Regions from separate parts of the Mus musculus genome. Here region 2 is linked to region 1. The links are chromatin contacts, called in public Hi-C maps. All regions are on one chromosome and are shown on one strand. The core of a region is the stretch at or near the end of the contact, and the rest is flanking DNA. Distances in the headings are between cores, read along the strand shown. Region 1 overlaps Tigit (T cell immunoreceptor with Ig and ITIM domains). Region 2 has its middle 35 kb from the start of Tigit.

The links. A called contact is a pair of places that touch in the nucleus more often than the background predicts.
Region 2: a Hi-C map of regulatory T cells shows a contact between it and region 1, with 2.7 times the contacts expected there. The contact joins two enhancer-like sites. A contact is called at or near these places in 2 of 39 promoter capture datasets (cranial neural crest and hippocampal neurons), 1 of 15 datasets of contacts at CTCF or cohesin (CD8 T cells), 26 of 484 Hi-C or Micro-C datasets (B cells, CD4 T cells, CD8 T cells and 16 more) and 7 of 115 datasets of contacts at active chromatin or transcription factors (CD8 T cells, effector CD8 T cells, embryonic fibroblasts and 3 more).

Annotation. Positions count from the first base shown.
Region 1 is chr16:43,645,393-43,649,532 of GRCm38.p6, forward strand. Tigit (T cell immunoreceptor with Ig and ITIM domains) reads right to left here. Exons shown (of 4, transcript NM_001146325.1): 4 at 3,469-3,842. The coding sequence ends at 3,609. Among named protein-coding and RNA genes, the nearest start is that of Mir568, 6.8 kb to the left of the region's middle. Within about 2 kb of position 1,774, at least 4 of the 459 cell types and tissues checked have an H3K27ac peak or open chromatin away from gene starts, as enhancers often do. A contact at or near this core is called in regulatory T cells, where this site is marked.
Region 2 is chr16:43,696,633-43,701,056 of GRCm38.p6, forward strand. No RefSeq gene overlaps it. Among named protein-coding and RNA genes, the nearest start is that of Tigit, 35 kb to the left of the region's middle. Within about 2 kb of position 2,494, at least 124 of the 459 cell types and tissues checked have an H3K27ac peak or open chromatin away from gene starts, as enhancers often do. A contact at or near this core is called in regulatory T cells, where this site is marked.

The DNA of each region.
Region 1 (4,140 bases), core at 524-3,023:
ACAAAACAGAAGGAAACTACTCATGTTTCTTCCTGATGGTGACTCTGTCAAAAGATCCATAGAACCACCCAATCCCTAGAAACAACAGCAACAAGTTGAATTAGAAGCTCTCGACAATTACATTTCACTGGGTTTCCTTTGTACATTTGCCAGATTTCTAGATCTCCGTAGCCTCCTATGACTAATGGCCAGCATACTGAACGGTAGGACGTTCTAACTGGACACCATGTCCCCAAATAAATGCCCTAATCATTGGGCATAGTCTGATTTCCAAAAGACTCAAGTTCTTGGTATAAGTTTCCCTAGCCTATTGACAGTAGTTCTTTGGGGTGGCAAGCTACAAACATAATGCAGGACTTGGACGAATCCACAGATGGAAAAAGCTGGCTCCCCTCTTCCACCAGCAGACAAAGTCAAGCCCCTGATTGTTTTCTATTCATATGGAATACCCTGCCCTCCACAATGTGACCATTTGTGAAGAAAACACACACCCTCCCTGCCTGCCCAGAGCAGTCCTAATGGGCTCTGTATGAACACAAGCATGTGATAATTCATCCCTAAAGACCAGAGGCTGAGAAGGGATCTTTTGAAATAAAAGAGCAAGTGCTGTCCCCTCCCGAAGGCTCAATGCTCTATGACTCGACATTTCTCATTATAATCTCTTGCCTTATCTATCTAACGGCAGTCCGGAATCAGAGTGTGGGCAGAGAACCAGGAGGATCTGGAATCCCTTCCTGTCAACACTTTAGGGGTCCTTACTTCAATTTCTCTGTGATCTTTCCCTGTGTGTGTCTCACCAAACATGATAAGAAGGAGAGACTTCTTCAAGCATCATTTCAAAAGGGGAAAGACAAAGGCCAACAGACTGAAGAAGGTACATTCTCCAGGTTCCAGTTTATAGAAGTATAATGGGGGCTCCATGAGAAAATTAGATTTTCAGGAGCCATGTTTAAAAAGCAAAAGGAAGCAGGGAAGTTGTTTGTAATAATATATATTTACTTAACCTAAAATATCCAAAGCATCATTTTGAAATGTAAGGAATATCTTTAAATTTAGATGACATTTTATGATTCACATTATCTTCAAACATCCAGTGTGTGTTTTAGAACTACAACAACAAGTTCTGTCTAGGATGAACCTTGTGGCACCTATGCTGGGGTGGCCACATGGAAAACATGGCTACTGTCCTGGGCAGTATGGACTGCCAGGAGTCAGGGCCTTAGGCACTTGTCTTCTGTGGTTCTCAGAAGAGAGAATCTAGTTCACTTTCCACTTTGAAATTTGTTTTCTGTCAAATCGAATCTCGTTTTAGCAACCTGACCCATTTCCAACATCTATAGGCGCCTTTGTATTTTCTCTCCATCCCAGTGGTATTTGTAAATGTTTCCCAATTACCATAACCATGTTAAGTGGCACCTAAATCTCTGTTGGCCTCGGTTGGTTCACCATCAACCTCCTCTGGGTCAATCACCCCTCCTTTTCATCATTACATTTTAGTCCGTTTCCAATGTGTAAGCTGTGTTCTACTTTCAACAAATTTGCATTCATTCTATAAGAAAAGTCCTATGAGCTTCCACAGCCAAAAGCACATTCCATTTTCCCTGTATCCATCTTTCTTCCCAAGGGCTGGGGCTCTGGACCAATCTTAACTCCTTGAGACCCATCTGATAGGAAAGTGAGGTTGGGTGGGGATTCCCACAACGAAGAGGGGAACAGGAAATGAAGAGTCTTCCCGCTCATACTTAACCTGAGGCTTTGGTGAGAGGAAAGCTCACTTCCTTCTCCAACCTGCTCATGAAATAAAACTACACACAGGTAGTATGTAGAGAGACAGGAAGAGGACAGAGTCTTTTTAGATCCAGCCTAAAATCGGTCCAATGTAAATAAACTGCAGGCACCCCAACTCCAGCATGAAGAGGTCTGGGAGTAAGGAAGAATATATTCTTATTTCTTAAAATTTTTTATCACTCATATATGTGTTCACCCCGTTTTGTTTTTAGAAGAAACAAAGTCCTTATTCTTAAAAATTAGACGTTCCTTTTGGTGGCAAAAAGAAAAAGTTTCTATTTAAGAGGCTCAGTGGCAGATGGATCCAGAAGAGGCAGGTCTAGCTTGGCCCAGGTGATGGGACTTGGCTCCTCAAGTAGACAAGGATTTCCTGATGGCATCCCAAGACCATGAAGTGTGAGGAGCCTGGAGTCCTCTGAACCCGCTGCATCCCAGTAGACTCTACTCTCCACAGACCTGAAATGCCTAGCTAAAGGAGAAAGCCTGACATTCGTTGGTGCTTTGGTGTCAGGGCTTTCTTATAGGACTTCAACCTACACTGCCTTGAGTTCATTCAAGTTCCTAGGAAAATGTTCCTCCCCCCAGACCAGGCTCATTAATCCCTATATTCTCTAAGGAGACTTCACCACACCCTCATGGGTGTGTTCCCCTAAGAGGCCCAATCATGAGTCCTTATCTCCTAGTAGGTCTTATTATAAATGTTTCCCCACTCAAAGCTCTTGTCCTTGAATCCTCCCTAAAGACCAGTACTTTGCCTCATTCATAAATAAATATCTTGAATGAGTGAATGCTGGTAAAAATAACAATGAGAAATAAGGCCAGTGGTCATCTTATCATCTGCCTCAGCACCTGGCTTATTGTGAAGAATGTATTTCTCAAAGCCACAAGAGGACCTGCTCAGATCACCAAGTTCAAAGCCAGAGCAATGTGAATTTTGTTTTTATTGCTTTATTTTTGCCTTTTCAAAAGAAGAATAAGGGGGAGAGAGAGAGAGAGAGAGAGAGAGAGAGAGAGAGAGAGAGAGAGAGAGAGGAAGAAGAAGAAGAAAGAGGAGGAGGGGAGGGAGGGAGGGAGGGAAGGAAGGAAGGAAGGAAGGAAGGAAGGAAGGAAGGAAGGAAGGAAGGAAGGAAGGAAGGAAGGAAAAAGAAAGAAACATTTTCCAGGCTGAAAAGAGCTTTTAAGAGCACTCACTATTCTGTTTTGGTTTGGTTTGGTTTGGTTTTTGTTTTTGTTTTTGTTTTTGTTTTTCGAGACAGGGTTTTTCTCTGTGTTGCCCTGGCTGTCCTGGAACTCACTCTGTAGACCAGGCTGGCCTCGAACTCAGAAATCCACCTGGCTCTGCCTCCCAAGTGTTGGGATTACAGGCATGTGCCACCACTGCCCGGCATTCACTATTCTTGCAGACGACCTGAGTCTGATTCCCAGCACCCACATGGTGGCTTACAACTGTCTCTAACTCCAGTTTTAGGAGACCTGATGCCCTCTTCTGACTTCTGGGAACACCATCCACACATGGCACACATACATGCAGGACAAACACTCATACACATAAAATAAACATCAATGTTAAAAACCCCATTTATAATCAAGTTAAAACTGTTTACCTTGGTTCTATCACAGAGAAACAGAAGAGAAGGGTAGAAGAAATGTAGCCTGAAAAGATGTCTTTCATACTTACAGACACACACACACACACACACAGAGAGAGAGAGAGAGAGAGAGAGAGAGAGACAGAGACAGAGACAGAGACAGAGAGAGACAGAGAGAGACAGAGAGAGACAGAGAGAGAGAGACATAGGGAGAGGGATAGAGAGCTGTCGTTAGCCAGTCTTCGATACAGCAATGAAGCTCTCTAGGCTTCTGTAGCTCAGGACATTAAAGTATTCCTGTGGGTCAGCATAGTCATCTTCTGCCTGCTCTCCACAGGGACCAGCAGGGGCAGTTTGTGTCTGGACAGGGCTTCCAGGGGATGAGAGACTCCTCAGGTTCCATTCCTGTGGCTCCGCTTCTGTTCTCCCAAGGCCACTTTCTATAGAATGCATTCTAATAGACTTCTAGGATTAAACAGAGTAAATACACAGGGATGTTACTCAAAATCTACTTCACAAATGACACATACTTAGAATCTCTTTTCTAAGTATGAACACACATGCACACACATGCACACACATGCACACACATGCACACACATGCACACACACAACAGAAGCAAACTTGTATTCTTAGCAATACAAAATCCTTAGCCCTTAATTCTCCTACTTTATTGTAGCTTCTTAAATATTCTCATACAAGATATTTTGATCCTATTCTTTCCCCTTTTCCAACTCCTTCCAGCTCTTCCCCATCTCCCTG
Region 2 (4,424 bases), core at 1,244-3,743, 52 kb after region 1:
GCCTGGTGCCTGCAAAGACCAAAAGAGTATGTCAGATCCCTTGGAACTGGAGGTACAGACAGTTGTTAGCTACCACGTGGGTGCTGGGATTCGACTGTGGGTCGCCTGGAAGAGCAGTCAGTACTCTCTCCAGCTCCCACTGAGCTCTTTACAGTTCTGATTGTGGTTCTTGATTCTCCCTCACTTACTCTGTGACTTTCATTGTGTGCTGCTCATTGGAATGAGGTTCCAGAAATTCCTTGAGACCTGGGATCAATGCCCCTGCCTTCGGGGAAAATTGGTGCCTGCTTTAACCAGGCACCTAGAGGCACTACCCAACCCAGAATAACTTCAGTACCCATCTTGGGATTTCTCAGCTTATATTAGTTGTGGGAACGCTAGCCTTAATTCCAATGAGAGCAACTCCCTGTTATAAAGTTCTCAGGAGAAATTTAGCTTTCGCCGAATCTCCAGGGTAAAAGGGACACTGGGATCCCTTCTGGGGGAACCTTTCTCTGTCTCCTTTTTCTACCAAACAGATGTACCTACTTTAGGCAGCTCAGCCATTCCTCACCTTGCTCAGAACTCATGGCTACCTCCTTCCTCCTCCCTTCTCCCGAATAAACCTTTCTCTTCATTTTTGGCCTTAAGAATTTCTTGATAATAAAACTGTGCAGTTTTTTCTTGGTGGTGGTTTATTCTGTGTCTTTTGTGTGTGTGTGTGTGTGTGTGTGTGTGTGTGTGTGTGTGTGTGTGTTTGTTTAAGACAGGATTTCGCTGTGTAGCCATGGCTGTCCTGAAACTTGGTAGACTAGGCTGGCCTCCAACTCTAAGGGCTGCTTCCCTACTGCTGGGATTAAAGATGTGCACAACTAGGATTGTTATGCCTGGCACAATAATCGTTTCATAATGGAAAGCTGGGGAGATATTTTAAATTTACTTTAGTCCACATTTTGTTGAGACTGGTGACAATTTTGAGTCCCATTAGCCTGTAGATTGCCATTTGAAAACCTCTAATCCGGATTGCTAAGACTCTATAAAGCCATAAAGGACGGGGCATAACTTGAACCTTATCTCCCTGGGAAAGCATTTGTTGTCTTAGCCTCCACTTATCTATAGAAACAACACATGGCCTATATGGACATTCTGGGAGCTTATAGGCATATTCAACTGTAGTTATTAGCTTCTTGCTTTCATCCTCTCTGAGAAATACTCCCAAATGAGAAATATCCATGTTAGGGCTAGAGAGATGACACCTCAGTGACTGAGGGCCTGAGGTCACTTCCCAGAGCCCACAGCAAGTCATCCACATTGCCAGTGACTCAGCTTCAGGTCTACCTGACTCACTCTTCTGGCTTCTTTCGGTACCCACAGCATGTGTGGCATTTACCACACAGTCACACATAACCAGAAATAAAATAAATATTAAAATCCAAGCCCATCTTTCTTCGAGTTGCTGTTGTCGTGTATGTTGTTACAGTGACGAGACACGTAATTGATACGGCTTTCCAACTAGAATCTGTGACAAGTGACAGCATTGAGCGTTTTCACTAAACCAAGCTCTGTGTCAATGGTTTTGTATTTACTACCTCACTGAACTCTAAAGGAAGCCTAACAAGCCAGATGCCATTGTATCCCAGTTTTCTAGGTGGCAATTCTGTGGATTGAGAGGTGAGACAACTTGACTGAGTTGTTTCAAACCCTGTGCTCAAACTCTTTCAATGTTTGCCACGGGTAGTATGTCAACACAGCCACACTGTGCTACAAATTTTGCTTAAAAAAAAAAAAAAAAAGTCCAGGGGACTGGAGAGATGGCCTAGCGGTTAAGAGCATTCACTGCTCTTCCAGAGGTCCTGGGTTCAATTCCCAGCAACCACATGGGGGCTCACTACCATCAGTAAGGGAACTGATGCCCTCTTCTGGTGTGTCTGAAGACAGTTACAGTGTACTCACATACATAAACTAAATAAATCTTTTAAAAAATCCAATCACTTCCCCCACTGGAATGTAAGTTGGAAAGATAAATATGAGAGAGAGAGAGAGAGAGAGAGAGAGAGAGAGAGATCTAAAAGTATAGAACTGGAAGTGACAAGAACGTAGGGAGAAACAAGACAGCTTCCTTCCCACACATCTGCTCCTTCAGAGTCTTAGCTCTGCCCAACTCTTTATTTACCACCACCACCACCTTGTGTCTGATTTTTAAAATCATTTTTCTCACCTCCACTGCTACTGCACAGTCCCTAACCTACCTCCCTAAATCCACTATTTTGTATTCCCACCCCCACACCTCAACCTACGGATCCTTCGAGGAAGATGCAAACAGAGCATTGGCTATTTTAAAACGCCACAATTTTAAAAAGCACTCATCTCTTTATATCTACTGCTTGCCACAAATCCTTTCCAGCCCCGCCCTCTTCCACTTGACGGAAAGGCAGAAGTCTATGGTGGAGCCCACAGGAACCTTCTGGTCCCGCCCCCACACCTTGTCCCGCCCCCAAGGCTGTCTCTCCTGCTAGCCTGTGGTTTGTGGGTTTGAGCTGTCGGGTTGGTATGTACCCTGTGTTCTCTGCCTGGCCTGTCTTTACTGACCTCTGCCTAGGGGACTTCATCATCTCTTCCAGTTTTGTTGTTTTGTTTTGTTTTGTTTTGTTTGTTGTTGTTTCTTGAGATGGGCCGACCTCAAACCTGTGCTCCTCCTGCCTTGTTAGGGCTGGGATTACAGTCCCATGCCACCATGGCTGGTGGAGTCTCACTATCTTTGTAGGCTGCCACCATCACGTAAGCTCTGGAGAGCGTGTGCCTGATACAGGAAAGGGTTCAGTAGATTTGGTTAAGGGAATAAAGTCACAAAAGCACAGTGATCCTTATACCAGGTCTGTTGACCTCTGGTTTTACCTCATTCTACTGAATAACAAAGATGGGATTTCCCCCTCTGCCTCTGACGTGAATGAGTTACAAGCTGGGGCATATCAGATTCTCTAATACCCCACGCTATGCTGGACATACAGGAGGTGCTCGAGAATTCTAGAATTCTGAATAAGTATTTGACCATGAGACATAAACATGTCTCCTGCTAAATTCCAGAGCTCCTCTGACTAAATCTCCAGCCAATAAACAGAGCTCTGCTACAGGAGGAGCAAGGACTGCCCAAGGTCTACTGCAGCAACAAGGAATTCATCACATAAAAACTGCATCATTTGGCTGGGCGTGGTGGCGCACACCTTTAATCCCAGCACTCGGGAAGTAGAGGCAGGTGGATCTCTGAATTCAAGGCCAGCCTGGTCTAAAGAGTGAGTTCCAGGACAGCTGGGGCTACACTGTCTCGAAAACCAAACAAAGCAAAAAAAAAAAAAAAAAAAAATCTACACAGCCTCATACTTTCTATAGATACTGTTAAAATTCTCTAAAGGGGAATAAATCGTTGCATATGCTCTCAAAGCCCTTTCTCTAGTGACAATTATTTTTTTCTGGGGCTTAAAATTGAACATATCTCAATGGTGTTGACTAAGGTCTAATTATAATGAGAGTTCTGAAATCCTAAATGAAATTATTTGACCATATCAAATTCATGCTTGACTGTGTCTTCTCTTGAAGATTGGCGTTCCCAGATCTCCAGTTACATCCAACTTGCTGCTCATAGCAAACGAGTAAGTGTGTAGCACACGCTGTCAGAACAGCAAACTCGGACACCTGTGTGCCAGTTTGCTTCTGGCCTTCCATTTCAGCTGCTAGCTCTAAACGAATTATCCCAACCGCGACCCCCACCCCTTCACACACACACACACACACACACACACACACACACACACACACACCATTGCCCGATAGTACACTCTGTCATTACAACACCTCAGACATGTTTCTACACAGTGAAAAGGCAATGGCTGCTCAGAACGCCACAGTTGGAAGAGCGTTTTCATGTATTTAAGTCACCCGAGTCTCACGGCAGCCCTGTGTCTTCAACAGGGCTGCGGCCTTAGTGAGGAGCAGAGGAAACACACAACTCAGAAACCTAAGCTGTTTGCTTTGCCAGGTAGCAAGTAGCTAAGAACATCGGGAGTCCTGCTCAGGCCCTCTGGCTAGAAGCCCACACATTTCCCACAGCTCCTCTGCAAAATGAGCTGAAGTACAGCGGCTCCTCCTGGTGTCCCCACCGCTTTTATGTTAGCTGTAACTTATTTGGTGACTCATCCTTTGACATCCGCCAGAATCCAAGTCCCCAATGCGCCAGTTTAGAGGTTCCTGGGCCTCTTATTTGGAGATGGAGTCACTGATTTGAAACGCCATTGGTTTTGTTTTATCGTATTTTGTCATTATTCACTAGATGCCTCTTTTCTAACAGAAAGGGTGTGGATTCCAATGGGAGGGGAAGTGGGGAGGAGTTAGGAGCTGGGAGGAGCTAAGGGAGGGGAAACTGTAATCGGAATTTACCGTATGGAAGAAAA